2 separate regions of the Mus musculus genome follow, and region 1 is linked to region 2. A link is a contact called in public promoter capture Hi-C data. All regions are on one chromosome and are shown on one strand. The core of a region is the stretch at or near the end of the contact, and the rest is flanking DNA. Distances in the headings are between cores, read along the strand shown. Region 1 holds the start of Aldh3b3 (aldehyde dehydrogenase 3 family, member B3). Region 2 holds the start of Coro1b (coronin, actin binding protein 1B).

Evidence for each region. Promoter capture Hi-C pulls out the DNA fragments that hold promoters and counts their contacts.
Region 1: a promoter capture Hi-C map of hippocampal neurons shows a contact between it and region 2, with 3 times the contacts expected there. A contact is called at or near these places in 1 of 39 promoter capture datasets (hippocampal neurons), 1 of 130 datasets of targeted methods (embryonic stem cells) and 2 of 9 other capture datasets (adipose tissue and liver).

The regions. Positions count from the first base shown.
Region 1 is chr19:3,957,458-3,960,157 of GRCm38.p6, reverse strand. Aldh3b3 (aldehyde dehydrogenase 3 family, member B3) reads right to left here and starts at 1,350. Exons shown (of 10, transcript NM_028545.2): 1 at 1,245-1,350. The coding sequence starts at 1,282.
Region 2 is chr19:4,147,219-4,149,918 of GRCm38.p6, reverse strand. It overlaps Coro1b (coronin, actin binding protein 1B), which reads right to left and starts at 1,265. Exons shown (of 11, transcript NM_011778.3): 1 at 1,183-1,265; 2 at 375-577; 3 at 1-56. The coding sequence starts at 575.

The DNA.
Region 1 (2,700 bases), core at 101-2,600, 190 kb after region 2:
TCTGGAATGGCTAACTTGTGTCAGCATGATCCATTTATGCAGTGCTAGGTGCTACGGTAATTTTTTACCCCAATAAGCCCATATAAGAAACCACAGAACCCAGTTATTATATTTATAAGCTATATGCCTAGATTGGGCTGATCTATCACTATACTCATCTATTCCCCAGCTATTTGCAGCTTTGCCAGGCCCGGTGGATCTGCTCCATCTTCCTTTCACCTCCTCTCTCTCCCTCTCTCTCTCCCTCTCCCTCCCTCCTGCTTTCTCCTCTCCCTCTGAGACCTCCAGACCCACCTTTCCCTTCCACTGCCCAGTCATTGGCTGTAGCCTTTTTTTGACCAGTCAGCACGGGGAAAAGGCCCTGTGACATCACCTGAGTGATCTACTGCAACCCCTCTTGAGGAAGCAGAGCTAACACCACATACTAACAGCACCAGGGCAACCCACAGCAGCTGCTTCTTGCACACTAGGCTAGCAGTCTGTGCTAAGATGCACCCCCAGCCTCATTTTTGTTTGTTTGGTTGTTTGTTTGTTTGGTTGGTTGGTTTTTCGAGACAGGGTTTCTCTGTATAGCCCTGGCTGTCCTGGAACTCACTTTGTAGACCAGGCTGGCCTCGAACTCAGAAATCTGCCTGCCTCTGCCTCCCGAGTGCTGGGATTAAAGTCGTGCGCCACCACGCCTGTCTTTGTTTGCTTTTTTGATACAGAATTTAATACATAACTGAATTCTTGAGTCCAGGATCCTCCTGCCTCAGTTTCTACAATGCTAGGATTACAGGTTTGTGCTACTCTGCCCTACTCTGGACTGTGGCTTTTTAAACTTGAAACCAGAAACTCAGCTCTGGGCTGGTCTCCAAAGAAGTCCCTTTCTTTTTAACAACCTGGTCACAGTTCAACCAGGTCCCCATAGACCCACAAAGCTGCCTCATGTCATCTGGAACTCCACCAGGACAGACAGGGCTTGCCCCACCCCCAGCAAGCTGGGTGCTTCCAGGAACCTATCTTCTCACAGGGTTGTGAAGCTCAGAAGAACAAGGAAGATCAAGACCACCACCCACTCCCCCTGGCCCCACCTCTGCCATGAGCCTCCTGGTCCACCTATCACTCTGAAGTTCTAGGCTCCTTAGTGGTCTCAACCCCTGGGCTCTTGGCCCTTCCCCTGACCTATGACCTCCCCATCCGATTTCTGTCAGCCATTGGCCCTGCTCTCTGGTTCTAAGGCTCCTCTCAGCAGGTGTACCTACCCCTGATCTGCTCGTGGGTGTTTGCCTTTGGTGGACATTCTGGCTCCAGATGTACAGCTCCTCTCCTATCCCGCTGGCTCCTGCTCTGCCTCTGCCTCTGCCTCTGCCAATCACTCTAAGTGTCCTTGGACCACACTCCTACACCCACACCTAATGGCATGGTGATTCTGTCCTCGCAGGGCAGCTGCTTTGAAACCTCACGCCCTTCCTCTGCCAACTCTTCCCTGACTCCACTGAAGGGAACTGGATTGACAGGATGGGCAGGCTTCCAAGGCATGGAGGGCAGCTGGGAAGCAAGCTGGAAGGAAAAATGTCTTGGTGCAAATCTCACCAGAGCTCCACCAGCAATCCTATCTCCTCCAGAAAGCCCCCACGGGCTAAGTCACCATCTGCCCTCACACACATGCACAACCAGGCTGGCCCTGTCTGGCTAACCAAGAAAACTACATTTCCAACTTCCTATGATCAAATGGCACACACAGGGCAGAAGAAGGGGCCCTGACAGTTTTAGAGGAGACCTGGTAGGCATACAGTTGGGGGAGAGGGGCCGGTGGGGGGCACTTACGAAGGTGGATGTCACTTATATCTTTTTTTTTTAAAGATTTGTTTATTTATTATATGTAAGTACACTGTAGCTGTCTTCAGACACACCAGAAGAGGGAGTCAGATCTCATTACAGATGGTTGTGAGCCACCATGTGGTTGCTGGGATTTGAACTCTGGACCTTCGGAAGAGCAGTCGGGTGCTCTTACCCACTGAGCCATCTCACCAGCCCGTCACTTATATCTTTATTTCCTATTTCTATGTGGAGCCACGTTGAGTTATTTAACCTCCCTGAGTGTAACCATGATTGTCTCTGACTCTCCTGGGAGTGAGAAGACAGCTCACAGCTTCCGGCACAAGCCAGTGTGTCTGGGGCCGCAGCACTGGAGGCTCCTAGTGTTTCTGTACTTCACCAAGTACCTCCTAGGGTCTGTGAAGCAGGAGACTGAGATCAGCCCTGCCACTGTCTCTCACTGGTGACCAGACCCTATGCCCCACCCCTCCCTGACCCAGACATCAAACACACACCCAGTTCAGGGTTGAAGAGAGGGTGTCTTTGCCAGTGGGTGTCTGGCATAACCTCTCCTTGTGGTTGGAGCTCAGCCATTAGGAGCCACAGCACAGTACAAAGCTCTGGCCCACGAATCTTTGCTAGTGTCAGAGCTCAGTGTCCATGGGCCCAGGAAGGGAGCACAGTAGGAACGGGGACAGGGACACAGGATGGCTTATACAGGGTGGCCTTGCCTGAGAGCATCAGGTGGGTCCCAAAGATGACTTCCCACCCTCAGTTGCAAAGCTACACTGTGTGTGGGCTACAGGCTGTGTGAAACCTAACTCACTAGTTACATTTTAAAGAAAACTTAAACCAGAGAGGACCCCACACAGTCATGACCCTGAGAGCAATGGGCAGAGT
Region 2 (2,700 bases), core at 16-2,515:
AGAACAGGCCCCGTGTGCCCACACACTGTCGGGTAGGCCTTGTCAATGCGGCCCGTCTGTAGTCATGAAGAGCAGTCAGAGAAGAACCCAAAGTCCCGACCTCCATTCCTCCCAGTATCTATGGGCCCTCCAAGGTGCAAGAATAATGTGACTGCCCTGGTTCCTGGTGGCCCAGATGTGTCTGCTCCACCCAGCATATGAGGAAATGCCTGCTGCAGCCTCTTATCCACACTTGGTGGCAATAAACACTTTTTCTACTTCCATCAACAATCCATCAGTAGCCACGGGCCAAGAAGTGGCACAAACTGCCCTGCCCACAGGTGTGACCAGAGTGTCCTCAGATGTCCTCTCCACCCTGACCCGCTGAGGCCCACCTTGTTTAGAGGAAGCACCATAAAGGCGCCTCCACCACTGGCTTCCACAATCACTGCCAGGAACTTGGGGTTGACTGCGCAGAAGGTGCTGTCCCAGGTAACTCGGGACACTCGAATGTCCTCATAGCACTGGTCATTCTTGACCGGCTGACCGAATACATGCCGGAATTTGCTCTGCCGCACAACTTTTCGGAAGGACATGTCTGTGAGGGCAGAGACACCTGAATCAGCTCTGCTCTCCAAAGAGACACACAGAGCATGTCACCAGGAAATTGGTCCAGCGTTAGCTGGGAGTCTCTATTTCCCCAGTTATAGAAAGGGCTCATAGGTGCAGACCAACACTCTCTGCCTCCCCATCCCCTCCCTGGCTAGGGGTCTGAGTGTGTGTGTGCTGCTGAAAGGGAGACAGAATTTAGATCTTCTGTAGGTCCCAGATGGTTCCAAGGCGCTTTCCACACCCAGAGTTTGAAGGCTGGGTGATGGGGAGAAGAGGCAGCAAAAGGGGTTGGTTGGTCTAGCAAGGCCGCAGCTCAGTCCCGGGGACTGTGCAAAGAGCTGCAGAAGTCGGGCCTAGGGACCCTGGCTGAACAGGGGTCGAGGATACTGCCAGGTCCTCAAAGTGGCCTTGGAGCACGGTCCAAGTGAACCAGGAACCCAACTTCCAAAGATCCCAGCCCAGAAAGGGAGAGAGGGGCGGCTGGGGGGTGGGAGGGAGTCGGGAATGAAGGTGGGGCGAGGCGCTCTTCCGGCTCGCGCCCCCTGCCCCAGGCCCACGTCTGCGCCCCTAGTCCGTCCCTGCCGCTCTCACCGCTCACCGCTCACCGCTCTCCGCTCCCCAGGGGCGCCGGGGACTGCGGCGGCGACCTCGGGCGGCTCCGGATCCCGGCCTCTGGGAAGCAGGAAGCGGGAATCAGGAAGTGATAGCCGAGGGAGGCGGGGGCGGGGCAAGGTCACGCGCAGAAGGCGGGGCTTTAGGATGTCCCGCCCACGGGGCAAGGCCTAGTCGCCAGGCCCTGGGCTGCTTGTTGAAAGGGGCGGGCCTGCTTGGAGCCGCGGGTACAGACTGTGCGAGTCTCTTGAGGTGGGGTGAAGCCTGCCCTCTGATTTCCCTACCCAGTTCTACCCAAAAGTATTCTCTCGCTCCGCCTCCAATGTTTTCACGTGTTTTTTGTTTTGTGTTTGAGACAGGTTGTTACTCTGCATACTTGCTGGCCTGGAACTAGCAAAGAACTTACAGATATCTGTGCAAGGATTAAAGGCATGTGCCACCACACCCTGCCATAGGTATGGGTTTTAAAGTTGGGGGGTTCCTGATGTCAGATATGTACATTGAAGAGGTGAAAGGCAATCTCTTACATCTTGATGGACTCCTGTGGCTCCTGCTCTGGCTTAGAGAAAATCGAAGTAGAGGATGACAGTGGATCCCATGCATAATGCATGTCCTTTCTCTCCTCCATCCCATCAGAGCCTGGATTTGCCTCCTCATATTTGCCCTATCTCCTCTCATCCTGGAGGACGTAGGTGTCCCTGTTAGGACCCACTGTAGTAAGAGAACACTATTCCTCTGTGTCTACCTCCAGTAACCAGTGGTGATACGAGGCCGTCTTTCCCAGAAAGGGAAGAGGGACGTGGGAAGAGGCAGGGCAGAGGTAAAGGTGCTTTGTTTAGCCTTCATGAGGCCCCAACTGTGTGTGGGAGGCTAAGTGGACTTGTGTCCCACCTCAGTGGTCACTATACTCTGAAGAAACAGGCCTAGAGAGGACAGGTGCTTGATTGAGACCTCCCAGCTGGGATTCAGCCCAACTTTGTTATTTCCAATGTCTTGGGATTTCTCACTGTTTGTAAAACCTGGAGCTAGGGAGGCAGGAGTGTGGCTTGACTTGGGTAGCAGATGTTCACAGGGAAGCCCATATGATGCCAGGTGGCTACAGTTCTAAGTACCACCCCCACCCCCCACATCACCCCACTTCAAATAAAATCCATAGTTCCATGTTCCTATGTCAGAATTCCTGTCTGACCCCAGGGCACCCAGCACTGTCCCCTCTCAGCACGTGTCCCAGTGACAGCAAACCTCAGTTCCCACCTCAGGCTAACACATCCTGCTCCCTTCTTCCTTCTGGAAGCTCTTCCTAGCCTTGGGAAGGCTTCATCCCTCAATGACCCCAGGCCTCAAGTGTCACTTCCCCTGTGGGTCTTTCTGAGCTCTCCTCTCACCCAGTTCTTCCTGTTCCTGGTTCCCATTAATCGTTCTTAGTCCCAGATGCTACATTGTGTAATTATTTGGCACCCTGCTAAGATTCATGCCAGCAAAGGAAAGACAGGGACT